3 separate regions of the Mus musculus genome follow, and all the other regions are linked to region 2. A link is a contact called in public Hi-C data. All regions are on one chromosome and are shown on one strand. The core of a region is the stretch at or near the end of the contact, and the rest is flanking DNA. Distances in the headings are between cores, read along the strand shown. Region 1 overlaps Zfat (zinc finger and AT hook domain containing). Region 2 has its middle 450 kb from the start of 1700012I11Rik. Region 3 has its middle 190 kb from the start of Zfat.

Evidence for each region. A called contact is a pair of places that touch in the nucleus more often than the background predicts.
Region 1: a Hi-C map of bone marrow-derived macrophages shows a contact between it and region 2, with 24 read pairs. The contact joins two enhancer-like sites. A contact is called at or near these places in 2 of 484 Hi-C or Micro-C datasets (bone marrow-derived macrophages and cerebral cortex).
Region 3: a Hi-C map of bone marrow-derived macrophages shows a contact between it and region 2, with 20 read pairs. The contact joins two enhancer-like sites. A contact is called at or near these places in 2 of 484 Hi-C or Micro-C datasets (bone marrow-derived macrophages and cerebral cortex).

What each region holds. Positions count from the first base shown.
Region 1 is chr15:68,085,357-68,088,056 of GRCm38.p6, reverse strand. The region is part of intron 15 of Zfat (zinc finger and AT hook domain containing); the gene reads left to right. Among named protein-coding and RNA genes, the nearest start is that of Zfat, 170 kb to the left of the region's middle. Within about 2 kb of position 1,421, at least 28 of the 459 cell types and tissues checked have an H3K27ac peak or open chromatin away from gene starts, as enhancers often do. A contact at or near this core is called in bone marrow-derived macrophages, where this site is marked.
Region 2 is chr15:67,675,841-67,678,540 of GRCm38.p6, reverse strand. No RefSeq gene overlaps it. Among named protein-coding and RNA genes, the nearest start is that of 1700012I11Rik, 450 kb to the right of the region's middle. Within about 2 kb of position 1,265, at least 1 of the 459 cell types and tissues checked has an H3K27ac peak or open chromatin away from gene starts, as enhancers often do. A contact at or near this core is called in bone marrow-derived macrophages, where this site is marked.
Region 3 is chr15:68,065,268-68,067,967 of GRCm38.p6, reverse strand. No RefSeq gene overlaps it. Among named protein-coding and RNA genes, the nearest start is that of Zfat, 190 kb to the left of the region's middle. Within about 2 kb of position 1,292, at least 5 of the 459 cell types and tissues checked have an H3K27ac peak or open chromatin away from gene starts, as enhancers often do. A contact at or near this core is called in bone marrow-derived macrophages, where this site is marked.

The sequences.
Region 1 (2,700 bases), core at 172-2,671, 410 kb before region 2:
TATGCTGTTGGTCCTGCTCTCTGTTGTATGATCGTGAGGGATGACTGAGGGCATGGAGTCTTTCGGTGTACTCTTATTAAAGAGATAATAAAATGAGATCCAGCCCAAGAAACTGATAAGAGACTAGGGGAGAGGCTGTGTGGTGGTCCAACCACCTGCTGCCCTTTTGGCTCAGTTTTGGGTTGGAGTAATTAATTACCTGAAGCTCATGTCCACCAGAAGCACAGGAACCTGGGTGTGGCCTTATCCTCTGCTTGGCCATCCATGGCTGTGTTAAGTGTAGTACCTTGCAGACAGCTTTCCATCTTTCCTGAGCCCCACACTCCCTGAGACTTGGGTGCTAAGATCCTTCAGATGCTGTGGGGAGTGATGGCTAGGGTAAATAAACACTGATGCTTATCTGCACACCAAGTATTGCTGTTCTCCCCAGATGCTATAAGTCTGCTTAGAGAACTTAGAGGTGGACTGTAACACAAAACCAATTTGGGGTCATAAAGGCCTGGGGAGTGACGCAGGCTGCATCTTCCTTGAGGGTCTGTGAGCAAGAGCAATATCTGAGACTTTCTTGAAAGTTGGGAAGGAGAGGATTTAAGCTTGTGGGGATGGATTTTATATAGACAGTGGAGAGGAAGCTGAAGAAGGGTGAGAAGGAAGGAGAGGTGAGGAATATGGAACGAGTGGAGTGATTGGAAGATCCCAGATGACATGACATATCAAAATATCCATCCATGCTGCAGAGCGGACCATGAGATGAAGGTGAAGAAAGAGACAGGGTCTCCACAGGAAGCTGCTCTCCAGCAGCAATAGATCTGCCAAGGATAGGTCACTAGCATCATTCTGGAACATCTGAGGTGAGCAGAAGTACTGAACATAGGACCTGATGTTGTGAATAATTTATGCAGTCCCATGGATTAAGGTTTTCTATTAGACTCTCTGTGCTGCTAATAATTTAGCTGACAGACATGTTAGATGCAGCATTGGGAGACATAGAATATCCATCTCAGGGGGTAATGACACTGTGAAAGCCATATTATTTCTGCGACAGAGAACAATTTTAAGCCTGTGCTAATAGATTAAACTGCTGGAGTGATCATTTTGAACAAAGAGAATGGTTAGAGCTGTACAAGCTAACCTTTGTCTGCCTCGGATGGCTAAAGAGCAATAATTCTACCCTATCAATCTGGGGCATGTGATATCGTTAGTCACTGCCACGCTCGCCAGCTGAGGAAGAACGAGCTCTAGGTTCCACTCATGCACACCGGGTCCAGCGTTTGCTCTTTGTGAGCTGCTTGACCTTAGTTGAGTCACTGGACCCTAGGGGCTTCACGATGCCATTTGTGAAGAGGGAACAGGTAGTATGTATGAGGAACTGGAGTGAGGCTTGAGGGAGTGTTCAGTAACCACAGCAGGAAACAGCTGTTGACTTCTGTGGGAGCAGGGTAGGCAGTGCATGCCTACAGAAATGGCAGAAAAGCAGAATGAGCAGGTCACACTTAGAATGCTTGAGGAGCGCACATATCCCAAAGGCTCATAAGCCCCTCTGTAAAGCAGCTCCTTGCCTCTGGCTCATCCTCACTGTGGAGCTCCTAAGTATGTGGAGAAGGTGGACTTGGGGAGCACCAAGTTAGCTTGACCTGCTTAACCTAACACGTGCTTATGCTAGGACTTCAGTGAAATGCACAGCTAGCATCGTCTGTCACCTTTCCTGATGATCCATTGTGATGTTCCATGCATAAGAATCAATAGACAGACGAATGTAGTACAGGTTTTGGTGACAAGACCAACCTGGGGCTAGATATTAAAGACAAAAAACAAATGGGAAAAGGGTTCTCTTAAATGGACTTCAGCACCTAGAAAAGGTAGCAGACAAAATAGAAATGTTCAGCAGGATGGTAAGAGAGCGAGCGTAGATGGGCGGAGGCCTGGACTTCTCAGAAATGTCTGCCTTGCTTTATGAAATAAAGGCTTGGTCTGTGTGTGAGCTGCTAAGGCACTTAGATCTGAAGAGCTCATTGCAAACATCGCTTTAAACCTCATCTGCCCTTCCCTGCAGCCTTCACCCTGCCATACTGAGTACAGCCGGGTATATCACATGAGCTCATTGTGGCTCTCTCCTTCTGCTCACCACATGGTACCACCACACTTACCTGGCATGCACTGTAGTTTGTGGACATGTTTCCTGAGGACCTCAATGTTTATCACCCACCCTCCTTCCTTCCTCCTCATAGTTTGCTATCAGGTGAGGGAGGAGGTTTGCAGCATCCTATTCTCCCGTTAGGTACTGTCTTTCAACGAAAGAAATTAATATTTACCTCCACAGCCTTGGTTTTGGTGCATTTTTGCAGATAAATGAAATGGAAATAAATAGTAAAAGGAAATAAATGTCTTGGGTTGTCTTGGTTTATACATACAGAAATGGCTAGATAAGTTAGCAGTTTTCTCTCAGAATAGCTTTACAGCTACTGAATTCTCTCTGTCATAATCTTCTTTTAGCATCTAACATCAAGATGCCCAGATTGCACCCACAGCTGTCTCCCCCTCTAATCTCTCCCCCCACAGTCTCTATGAGCTGAACCTTCCCTACTTAGTCTTTCTAAGGTAGGTATGCTGGTCCTTCTTTTACTTTGGGCAAGCCAAAGATTGTAGAGCATCTTGCCCAGGCTTCCTGGAAGTGCTGGAACTGACATTCATACCTGCTCA
Region 2 (2,700 bases), core at 16-2,515:
CCAGACACTATTATGTATGCTAACAAGTGCTTTCTGACAGCCTGATATAGCTGTCTCCGGATAGGCTCTGCCAGTGCCTGACAAATACAGAGATGGATGCTCTCAGCCAACCACTGGACTGAGCAAAACATCTCCAATGGAGGAGCTAGAGAAAGGACTGAAGGAGCTGAAGGAACTTTCAGCCCCATTGAAGGAACAACAATATGAACCAACTAGTAACCCCAGAGCTCCCAGGGACTAAACCACCATCCAAAGAGTATAAATGGAGGGATCCATGGCTCCAGCTGCATATGTAGCAGAAGATGGCCTTGTTGGACATCAATGGGAGGAGAGGTCCTTGGTCCTGAGAAGGCTAAATGCCCAAGTGTAGGGGAATGCCAGGACAGGGAAGTAGGAGTGGGTGAGTTGGTGAGCAGGGGAAGGGAGGATGGGATAGGAGGTTTTCAGAGGGGAAACCAGGCAAGGGATAACATTTGAAATATAAATAAAGAAAATATCTAATAAAAATAGTACTTAAAATGCACTTGTCTTAGCAAGCATCCTTCTAATACATTACTTCAAATAGAGAATATCATGATGAAAATGATGTACATATTTTTTCCATGCTGTAATATATAAAACTGATAACTAGTTAGATATAGAAACTAGTCCATTATCTAATAAGTAGACAGTGGTGAAACTCTACCTTGATTTTAAGTCTATACATTCCTCAGTTCCACAGTTGTATCAAATTCAAACCGCAGAATAATCTCATCCAGACCCAGCTATGCTTTGCATAAAGAAAGGGAACTTCCATTGTTAGGTCATATGAGTGGCATATATAACATTCTCATTGATCATTTTATATACATGAGATCCCACCCCCCTTTTGCTGCTATTCTTTTTTATTGTATTTCAGAGTTTGCTGTATGTCACAGCCCTGTGACTAATGATAATTCTTTTGGCACTGGGTGAATGAATTTTTCAAAGCACTTCTTCCTTTTGTAACCACTTCCCTTTCATGTATCCTTCCTAGGCTCTAGTTGTTAAATTCATAGAAGTACCCCAACCTCTGCCACAGTGTGGCTAATGTATTGAAAGTCTCAATGCATCAGTGTTTAGGATTTAGGCTTTTGCAAAGTATTTTAGTTAAGTTTCTATTGCCTTGATAAAATAGTATGACTTGAGGAGCAGCTTGGGGAACAAGGGTTTATTTGGCTAACATGTTTTCCAGGAAAGGCAGAACACAGAAGAAGAAACTACAGCACAGGCCAAGGAAGAATGTTGCTTACAGGCTTGCTCACCATGGTTTGCTCAGCCTATTTCCTGACACCACCCAAGACAGCCTGCCCAGGAGTGATCAAGGCATTCTTACTTCAAACATTAATTGAAAATGCATCAACATATTCTACTATATAAGCAAACTGAAAGAAAAAACGCACATGCTTCTCTTACTAGATACTGAAAAAGCTTTTGACAAAATCCAGCACTCCATGATACAAGACACATACTTAAACACAATAAAGGCAATATATAACAAGCCAATGGTCAGCATCAAATTGGATGAAGAGAAACTTAAAGCAATTCCACTAAAATTGTTGTCTTTTCTCTCTGTATCTATTCAATACAGTACTTGAAGTTTTAGCTAGAATGATAAGAAAACTAAAGGAGATCGGGAGGATATAAATTGCAAAGAACAAAGTCAATGTATCACTATTCACAGATAATATGGCAGTGTATACTATATAAATTCCCAAGAATTTTACTGGAGAACTTCTGCAGCTGATAAACACCTTCAGCAAAGTGGCTGGATACAAAATTACCTCAAAGAAGTCAGTAGCCCTTCTATATACAAATGATAAACTGTCTGATAAAGAAATCATAAAATCTTGGTATAACTCTAACCATGTGTTAAGACATGTATGACAAGATCTTCAAGCCTCTGAAGAAAGAAATTGAAGAAGATATCAGAAGATGGAAATGCAATGCTCATGGATCATTAGAATTAGCATAGTAAAAATGGGCATCTTTCCAAAAACAATTTAAAGATTCAATTCAACTTTCATTAAAATTTTAGCACAATTCTCTAAAGACCTTGAAAGAGAAATTTTAACCTTAATATGGAAAAAAGTAATCCAGGATCACTAAAAAAATCCTGTACAATGAAAGAACTTCTAGAGGTATCACTATTCCTGATTTAAAGCTGTACTATAGAGCAATAATAATAAAAATTGCATTGCATTGTCACAAAAGCCAACAAGTTGAACAACAGAATCAAATTGAAGACCCAGAAGTAAACCCATTCACCTGTGGGCAATTTATTTTTGACAAAGAAGGCAAATTATACAATGATAAAAAGAAAGCATCTTCAACAAATCGTGCTGGTCTAACTTAACTGAATGTCTGCATGTAGAAGAATGGAAATAGATCCATATCTATCACACTGCACAAAACTCAAGTCCAAGTGGGTCAAAAATATCAACATAAAACTAGATGCACTAAATCTGATAGAAGTGAAAGTGGGGAATGAACATCAACATATTGGCATAGGAGACAACTTTCTGAACACAACAGCAACAGCTCAGATACTACGATCAACAATTAAAAAAATGGAATCTCATGAAACTAAAAAGCTTCTGTAAAGTCAAAGGACATCATGAAAACGACAAAATGGCAGCCTAAAAAAGAGGAAAATATCTTCACCATCCCTACATCTAAAAA
Region 3 (2,700 bases), core at 43-2,542, 390 kb before region 2:
GACACTGGTGATGATGTCTTCCCCAGCCGCATGTCTATGTATGGAATTCTCCCCCTCCTATCCTCTCCTGCATCCTTTGTAGGGGCCCCATAACTCCGGTATAAGCCCCCTTTCTGCTCTGGTTCCGTCTCCAATCTTATCCAGCACCATCATTGGTCTGCTTCCTGATGGAGACAACTTAGGTTGGGAATAAGTTGTATATTGGCAGGGATAGCTCTGAAAAAAAATAGGGGTTGCAAAAGACAGGGTGCAAAATCTACTGTAGAAAAGAGACCATTCTTTTCTCGTATAAGGAAAGAAGCCTGGACCTAGAGTGGCCCAGTGTCAGTTCATTTGGTTCTTTTATTTTGTCCTTTGTTCTTTTGATCACTTAGCTAGCTAGTCATGGCCTTGACAGGACACCCAGATCCAAGCATCCATCATGCCCAGTAGAAAGAAAAGGAAGTTCTTACTAACTGACAACTTTTTTATCAGTGAAGAAAATCTTTCTGGAAGACTCTTGACTGGCTTATCTTTCTGTTTAATTATGCTCAACCAGTTACTGTGAAGGTGATGTTCTGTTGACCAGGCTTGAGCTCATTATCACAAACAACCTCTTCCAACAATCAGACTGCCCAGGTACCATGGAGGTAACTGTCTTAGGGTTTCATTGCTGTGAAGAGACACTATGACCAAGCCAATTCTTATAAAGGAAAACATTTAATTGAGGCTGGCTTACAGTTTTAGCAGTTTAACCCATTATCATCATGGTGGGAATCATGGCAGCATCCAGGCAGACTTAAAGTGGACTGAGTGGAGAATTCTACATCTTGATCTAAATGTACCCAGGCAGGAGAGAGAGAGAGAGAGAGAGAGAGAGAGAGAGAGAGAGAGAGAGAGAGAGAGAGAGAGAGAGAGAAACTTCCACACATTGGATGGAGCCTGGGCATAGGATCTCAAAGCCCAACTCCACAGCAATGACTTCCTCCAACAAGACCACACCCACTCCAACAAGACCACACTCACTCCAACAAGGCCACACTTCCTAATAGTGCCACTTCCCATGGGCCAAACATATTCAAACCATTTCAGTAGCCAACCATGTTTGCCACACTGTTGCCTTAGATGGGCTGCAGAGGTCATAGGTAGAAATAATCACTACTGATACAATACTGATTGTCACTTTGGGGAGAAGGGAATGAGGGTTGATGCCTGCAATTGAAGATCACATGAGGTATCTCTGATGCTCTACTTTGAGTCTGTATCAGTTACTTATGTCATTGCTGTGCCACAATGCCCATTAAAAAGAAGCCCAAGAGAGGAAGTGGCTTTTTTGGTTCATAATCTCATGAACTGAACTGGCTGGGTCTGCAGCTATGGGAAGGTCAGGCTGTTCACTTGTATCTGGGGGGTTGAAAACCAGATAGAAACTGGGCTGGATGAAGGATTTGGCTATAACCATTAATGTCTGTACCTTGGCATCCTTCTTCAATCTGGGTACCTTCTAAAGGGTCCACAAAATCTAAAAATAGGACTGCCATCTGGGGGCCAACTTATTCAAACACATGAGTCTGTGGGGAGCATTTTGTATCCAAAGCATAACTCAGCCCATCTTCAACTCAGAGCAATAGCAGGCCTTTTGGAATTTGAGCCAATCAAGTCAGTTGGGATCAATCAGTCTAAAATCTAAAACCATTTTGCCAAATAATGAATGTAATAACAAACCCACATGGACCCAGAACACATTATCTTTTAAATAAGGATGTTGCATAAAACATGAGGAGAATTTTCTCTTCAAAATGGGGAAAGGACATAGAAGAAGAAGATACCCATACAAGAGGTCAAGGCCCCAAGGGGAGGGAAAGAATTTCAAGCAAGGCGTGCACTTGACACATGGTTTCATGAGCAGTTCTTCTCTACTACTTCTGGATTCTGTGTGGAGGCAAATCCAGTGTATGATGCAAAGTTATTCCAGTGCTTCAACTCAGATTCCAGAAAATTCCACCCAGAAGTGGCAGGGAGCCCAGAAGTCTACAGACCATGCTTCTAGGTAGTGGGGTGGCCTTCTGGTTTCCTTATAAGTGACTGTCAATGACTTGAGAAGCTGTGGCCTGAGGAGCATGGCTTCTAGGGTATCTCAGCACTTAGGATGGACAGTGCTTCAGATTGCAGCTCAAATTATATCCACTGGCCATCACCTCCACGGCCTTCGTACATGCCAGCCTTACCTCTTCCCAGATGATTACAGAAACTCTTTAGATTTTTCTCCTTCTACTATGGGTCCTTCAAACACAACCTCTAGCAGCACCAGAGCCATCTTTAAAAAAAATCACTTCTCTGCTTAAAACCATTTGAAAGTTTCCCATGAAGCTTATGATCAAATCTATACTTCTCTACTGACTTGGGGTATCCAACCTACTCTCTTCTTCTGTCTCATTTCATATTGCTCAGAGATGTTCAATCATCTTTGTCATATTCCTGTTTCTGCAATCCTCTCCAACTCCTTCCTAAATTCTTAGAATGCGTTTTCCCCCCAGTTCCTTACAGCAGTATCTCCTTGTCATCTTCAGGTTCACTCTACTCAGATGTTATTGTTCAAGAAGTCTTGCTTGATTGTATTGAGCCTGACAGTGTCTTTCAATAGTTTGCTTTCTTGCTAGCATGTATTATCCCTGATGACATACCATTCATTTGGGCCATGTCCTGGTATTGTCTGAGCTC